Regions from separate parts of the Sus scrofa genome. Here region 1 is linked to region 2. Evidence: chromatin contacts called from public HiChIP or PLAC-seq data. All regions are on one chromosome and are shown on one strand. Each heading gives the region's core, a stretch centred on a gene start, on an enhancer-like site or on the middle of the called end of the contact. The rest is flanking DNA. Distances are from core to core; before and after follow the strand shown.

Region 1 (3,549 bases), core at 556-3,055, 290 kb before region 2:
GTTCTTGGGGTAGCTAAATTTCTTATACAGCTTTCCTAGTGATACACTCCTAGTTTCCATTCTGCTGACAAAAGGGGTATACTATCAGGTTCACTTCTCAGGAGAAAATCTGGTTTCTATCATTTTTCCTGTTTCTCCAATGAGTACAGTTTAAAGTACTCATTGGAGAAACAAAGCAAAGTTTGTTAAACCCTGTTAACGTCTGGAGAGAAAAGTAGATGTTCTTGCTTTCCTGGGGTCAATACATGGAATTTTGAGTTAAAAGGTTAGTTCTCCCTTGCTACATCTTCAAAGGGGGCTGGCAAATTAATCCCGTGTGATACAGCTTTTCAGAGTGAAATTATAGGTGGCTCTGAAAAGAGCCTTTGGGTTAAATTGACACGCGTTGATGAGAATTTACGCTCTCTCCCCGCGGATACGGCGAGCCAGCTGGATGTCCTTGGGCATGATGGTGACGCGCTTGGCGTGGATGGCGCACAGGTTGGTGTCCTCGAAGAGACCCACCAGGTAGGCCTCGCAAGCCTCCTGCAGCGCCATCACGGCCGAGCTCTGGAAGCGCAGGTCGGTCTTGAAGTCCTGCGCGATCTCGCGCACCAGCCGCTGGAACGGCAGCTTGCGGATCAGCAGCTCCGTGGACTTCTGGTAGCGCCGGATCTCGCGCAGGGCCACCGTGCCGGGCCGGTAGCGGTGCGGCTTCTTCACGCCGCCGGTGGCGGGCGCGCTCTTGCGGGCCGCCTTGGTGGCCAGCTGCTTGCGCGGCGCCTTGCCGCCGGTGGACTTGCGAGCGGTCTGCTTGGTACGAGCCATAACAAGACTTTTCAAACACTGTTACAACTGGAAGTGCTGTGCTTCTTCCTCTTATTTATAAAGGCAGAGTCATCCTGATTGGTCCGAACCTTCAAATTCCGCGCCGTGAATTAAATAACTCAATAGGCCTTGTGATTGGCTACCAGGCCTCACTTTAGAACAATTTACCCAATCATAGTATGCTCTATACTTTCTCGCTTGAAGGGCCCCGCAATTTTTTCTGCCTGTATTTTACATACTTTATTTGAACGTTAGTAGGTTTTGTTTTAATCCCCTAGTTCGGGATTAAGTTTGGGAAGAGACGAAAATGAATGTTCCACAGGTCTGAGCCCTTTTAAAAACTTCGTTTTTGAACGCAATTGATCCAGTCCAGCTTTGTCCTTTAAAGCTTATGTCCTTCAAAGCTTATGATTTTGAGTAAACGTTTTATCTTAGCACTTCAAGCAATTTATCATATAATTCCCAGCCCTCCAACAAGCACTTCCAGGCACTGCTCCTAGGAAACATAAAAATAATAGCGCTGTTGAAATGTGATGATCCCTAATTCCTGTTAAAGCTTAAATGTTGTCTACATTGAAATAGCGAAACTGGGAATGCCAATGGCATATCTGTGAAAGCAATTAAGTATTTAGCTAATTTTAATGCTCTCTTTTCTAAAATTAGTGACTTTTAACTGAATTTTGGCAGAAAAACTAGAATCGTAAGTTTATATTGGGCTTTTATCTCTTTAGATCTAGGAAGGAGCAAGGCTCACAAATAGATACTTATGGACAAGACATCGATTTAGTTTTTTTCACTATTTTGAAATTTTAAGCTATCTTCTCTGCTGGAAGAGAAAGGAACCTAGGATTGTTCCAGTTAAATAGCCAATAAAAAAGCAGATTTGTAATCACCTTATTTGCATAGAGAGTTTCTACTGGCTGATTTGACCCAATCAGAGACTGAGATATGTCAAGCACCTATTTGCATAGAAGCCCTACAAATATAGGTCCGCAGTACAGCGGGTGTTCAGTTAGTTTGGCCTAACAACCTGATAACATGCCTGAGCCGGCGAAATCTGCTCCTGCTCCCAAAAAGGGGTCTAAAAAGGCAGTGACTAAGGCCCAGAAGAAAGATGGTAAGAAGCGCAAGCGCAGCCGCAAGGAGAGCTACTCCGTGTACGTGTACAAGGTGCTGAAGCAGGTCCACCCGGACACTGGCATCTCGTCCAAGGCCATGGGCATCATGAATTCCTTCGTCAACGACATCTTCGAGCGCATCGCCGGCGAGGCCTCGCGGCTGGCGCATTACAACAAGCGCTCGACCATCACGTCCCGAGAGATTCAGACGGCTGTGCGCCTGCTGCTGCCCGGGGAGTTGGCCAAGCACGCCGTGTCCGAAGGCACCAAGGCCGTCACCAAGTACACCAGCTCCAAGTAAATGTACTTTTAAGTGCATTGTCAAACCCAAAGGCTCTTTTCAGAGCCACTTAGGTTTTCTTTTAAAGAGCTGTAATGCTCTTCTGCCTATACCTGATCTCTAAAAACAATTTACATCTGAAATTTGCTGAGCTTTTTAGCCAAAAACAACAAAAGCAGAACCTCTTATACTCAATAGAGAAAGCTGCTTTTCTGCTTCCAGTCTTCCCCAAAACTTTCCACACTTTTAAGAGTTTCTGTACATGACCTTATTCTTCGGCAAGCTGGAGAAGCCAGATGGGTGGAACTTCCTCACCTAGAAGTGGTCAGGCACTTAGAAGCTGCAGTTGTTTTCAGTTCCGTTTCCCCTGTCCTAACCCCCTCCACCGCCAGGTTATTCTACCCTCCCGGTCTTCTCCCTGCCTTTGGAATTCTGAGCCTAATCTCTTCCAGGCCTTCCCTCCCAAATATTAATTCTAATTGCCCTTTTTGCGTCCCTGGAGCCACTCACTTCAAATGCTTGAATGTCTTTATGATCTATGGAAAAGTGATGGTGAACTTGGAAGTTGTTTACCTTGGTTATCCTTACCATTCTAATTATCCCAAATTTAATTCCTTTACTTGAGCAGAAGCAATTTTGTCAAGCATAGCAGAGAAGTCGTCTTTATTAAAAACTGAAGTCAGTTTTCATTGTTTACTATTGGTTAGTGGTTTTAGTAGGTGGACTGTAACAAAGGCTCTCTTTCAAATAAATGAAATCCTTAGTTATTGTGCAGGTAGAAGAGGAGAGAAGCCTCCAACAGCCTGGGAACAAAGGCTCTTAATTTTGGGGTAGTGTCCTTGGCTGGCGCCCAAGAAATCAGTCTTGTGTAGTCTTTCCTTGAGGCTGGTAGGAATCAACAGAATACAATTGCAGCTTTATTTTCAAAATACTTTGAGATTAAGGATCATGCATAGCAGGCTAGATAGTTACTATCCTCGCTTTTGATAAGTCCCCTCTTGTGGACATTTCTATGTTGGATCATGGGTTGGGGGGAGGACTGTGTTGTGTGTTGCAGAGTATTCTGATTTTGAGACCTAAGTTTGCCTAAGACTTCTTTAAAAGAAGTGTTGAGTGGAAGTTCTTTTTTTTTTTTTTTTTTTTACTATTATGATTTATTTATTTATTTATTTAGGTCTTTTTTTTTTTTTTTTTTTTTTTTTGCTATTTCTTGGGCCGCTCCTGCGGCATATGGAGGTTCCCAGGCTAGGGGTGGTTCCCAGGCTAGGGGTCTAATCGGAGCTGTAGACACTGGCCTATGCCAGAGCCACAGCAATGCTGGATCCGAGCCGCGTCTGCAATCTA
Region 2 (3,542 bases), core at 870-3,369:
CTCCTTTATATACAGCCTCTCAGTCTACACATTACAAACATAATTAATTACTCCACGTTTGCTTTGAGGCACCCATTCCCTTAAAAAAAGACAACTGTTCCTTGTTTTAAAAGGCTTGAAAAAGGAATCGTGTAGGAGCCAGAGAACCCGAATTCAAATCCTAGTTACGCAGCTTACATTTTGGCCAAGCCACTTCTGATAGTAAAGGATTCCTGCTAAATTTGCTGAATGTAATAATGATATTGCATTCATATAAAGAAAAGAAAGTGGTATAAAATAAAAAGAGTTCTTATCTCTAAGACATACAAGCTGAAGAAGTTAGGGTGAAATGATATGTCTAGGTTTTACTTTAAAACACTCCCACTCCCATCTTCAACCCCCTCCTCCTCCCACCTATATACACAAAAACAGTATTAGAAGGATAGAAGAAACAAGATTGGTTAAATGATGATTGTAAAACCAATTACATGGGAGTTCATTATCTAATTACATCAACTTATATACGTTTGAAAATGTCCGTAATAATGTTTAATAATAAGTTTGACATCTCAGTCACCTAAAGGGCTAGAAGCTAATTTCTTTTTCTTTTGTAAACACTCTGTTCACATGACTGAAAATCCAGCCTGTTCTCGCTTATATTCAGTTGTGTTCACTGGTACATTTCTTTTTAATTTTTATGACTTTTCTGGGTCTCTCAGATATAAACTCCACAAGAGATTGACTGTTTTGTTTATTTATACTTATTAATCACAGTGAGTGATCAGAGATTATTGTTTACATATTATAGCAATGAAAATAACTACCCCTGTAGGATTGCTTAGAACTAAATTAAGAAAATAAATGTAAAAGTACTCAAAGAAGCCCTATGTAAAATTTACTTCAAATCAGCATCATAGTAATTACTGAAAATTTGAATCATTTACCACACTTTATCACACCAAAATTTGATTTTAAGCATTGCTCCATGGAGATCCCTATTGTCTTATTAAGAAAACTAAGTAACTTAAAGAATGAAATTGTTTTAAAGAATCTCTTAGGGCAGCATAAAAATGTATATGTAGTTTGTATTTTTTGCCCAAATTAAAATCTAGCAGCACACATGTTAAAATGAGTTATTAATGCATATATTCGAAACTATATTTGAAAAATGTTTGGATTCAGAATATTTAAAAGGTCAATTGAGCCATAAATGGCCAATGATACAAATGAGTTTTAGATTCAAATACAGTTTTCTGATGTTACCCAAATATTACATTTAAAATGATTCATGGAATTCCCGTTTTGGCTTGGTGGGAAACCTGACTAGTATCCATGGGAAAGCGGTTCGATCCTGGCTTCGGTCAGTGGGTTAAGGATTCACACACAAACACCCCCCCCCCCGTCCCCTCCCGCTCCCCCCACCCCCACCCCGCGTTGCCTTGAGCTGCGGTGTAGGTCGCAGAAGCGCTCAGATCCCCTTTGGCTGTGGCGTAGGCAGGCAGCTGCCGCTCGATTTGACCCCTAGCCTGGAAACGTCCATCAGCCTCCGGTGGTGCCCTAAAAAGATAAAATAATAATAACAACGAATAAAATAAAATGCTTCAAAGACATTCAATAAGAGGAATACTTGCTTTGAAGGTAGGTTGTCTTCTAACTCGTTAAAGATCACCACCTAACTAACCAAACTAGGAGCTCTAAGCAAATGTGCCCTAGAAGCCCACAGGAATTCTGGATGCTCACACACTCAGACATAACCTTCAACAGCGTGGTGGTCCTCCCACCTTCACCCCTTCCGCAAGCGCAAACAGGAGGAGAAGCATCCGGGAGAGAGGCAAACGGAAGGGCTCCGCGACCTTCAGCAGCAGAAGCCTCGCCCACCTACTCTGCCCACTGAAGGTCCTCTTTGGAATGTTCGAGGCAGTCGGTCTCCCAGTGTTTGCACTAAATATCCATCTTCGTTGCCGCTAGCAGAGCACCTTCCGCGCCATCGGGATCGGTGTGCTCTGGTGGGGTTCGCTGCTGAACCCAGTCCGCCTTTGTGCGCAAGATGCAGTTACGGGACTCCGGAGACGGAAGGAGGCACTTTGGCAAAGACGTTAGATATTCCTGCATAGGCCCTGTAATGAGTGACCGGAAGCAAGACACAAGTGCTCCAGTGGCGCAATCGGTTAGCGCGCGGTACTTATATGGCAGTATGTGTGCGAGTAATGCCGAGGTTGTGAGTTCGATCCTCACCTGGAGCATCGTTTTATAATCGCTATGTTAGAATTTGTCCTGTAGCTTTCATTCTTACCCAGCTACGTAGATCGATCTCCGACAAGCCATTACGGACAGAATGAATGTGTTGTGCCGCAGTGAGTTAACTTCTTTGATTCTTTGCCATTACGGACAGAATGAATGTGTTGTGCCGCAGTGAGTTAACTTCTTTGATTCTTTTATCTTTACCTATCTTGCAAACTGATCTCAAATAAAGAACATCTCCTGATGGCCTCTTCTCACTTTGCTCTTATGATCATCATTCCTCAGAGATTCCCTGGCACACACTTAGAGATCGCTATGAAACTTCCCAGAGTCGATAAGCATTGAACTCCATTAGAGAGAATCAAAAGTGGGAACTTGGTTGGGGTTCCTGTTTGATGAAAGCTCTAGTTTGGGGGGGAAAAAACCCAAAATACTGATTTCTGAAAACAGCATCACCTGTAGTATCCCTTCCCCTTCATTTTTCCCCTGATGAGCCAACAACTATGCAGCTTTTATCAACTGAGACACAAATCCTGACATCCTCAGGTGTTCCAACCATCTGGGCCTGGAAAAGGAGGAGTGATAATTCCCCAGAGACCAGAGCTCTGTAGAACAATGTAATAGGAAAAAAACCATATTGTTGTGAGTGAGGTAGGTTGGAAGTAGGTAGTGATTTTGATTTAAAAATATGCTTCCCCACCCAGCTCCACAATGATGCAAGAAGTCTGCCTGGTCAAAGATCTTATCACATGCCTCCCTACTCACCCCAAGAGGGTGAATTGAACTAAGTAATTTGGAGTACTTTTCCTAGCAGTAAATATTATCCCAAACTTGAGAGCACATATGTCCCAACCAGGACAGGTCACAGAAGGTGCATGGAATAAAGCTGGGTCCAGAGAACTCTCTCTTGTGGTTTGGATTTCTTGAAGTCCTGCATGTATCTGTACATTGTCCAGTCAGAGTTGTCTCCCGGGGAAGGGTAGGGAGGTCCCATCCAGGAAAGCACCAGGTAATAATAAAAGTGAACACTTTATCATGTCATAGCTCATGCTATCTTGGAAGATGTCAAAGTATATATTTAGGTTATTTGCAGTATTTTGAATCATACTGATATCTTATTTAATATGATTTTAATTCCTTAGATTTAAAAACTAAATCATTGGACTAACTGAGGTAAACTGAGGCACATAAAATTTACCAGAGTTTATTTGAGCAAGTATCCATTCAAATCAGGGAGTGCCAAACAAAAAGTGCTTAGGAGGCTCTGCAGGCAAAAGCTGGTGGGAAGGCTTTTATAGAGATGTCAGAAGCAAAGCAAAGAG

What was found. HiChIP or PLAC-seq counts read pairs in DNA pulled down with a chosen protein or histone mark.
Region 1: an H3K27ac HiChIP or PLAC-seq map of alveolar macrophages shows a contact between it and region 2. The contact joins the promoter of LOC110261669 here to the promoter of TMEM225B in region 2. A contact is called at or near these places in 1 of 5 promoter capture datasets (liver) and 1 of 2 datasets of contacts at active chromatin or transcription factors (alveolar macrophages).

The regions. Positions count from the first base shown.
Region 1 is chr7:20,895,978-20,899,526 of Sscrofa11.1, forward strand. LOC110261669 (histone H2B type 1) reads left to right here and starts at 1,806. Exons shown (of 1, transcript XM_021099841.1): 1 at 1,806-2,276. The coding sequence starts at 1,846. The coding sequence ends at 2,226. It overlaps LOC110261735, which reads right to left. Exons shown (of 3, transcript XM_021100026.1): 2 at 1,969-2,231; 3 at 339-825. The coding sequence ends at 397.
Region 2 is chr7:21,180,836-21,184,377 of Sscrofa11.1, forward strand. It overlaps TMEM225B, which reads right to left and starts at 2,120. Exons shown (of 6, transcript XR_002346121.1): 1 at 1,720-2,120. It overlaps TRNAI-UAU (a tRNA gene), which reads left to right and starts at 2,129; the gene lies at 2,129-2,222.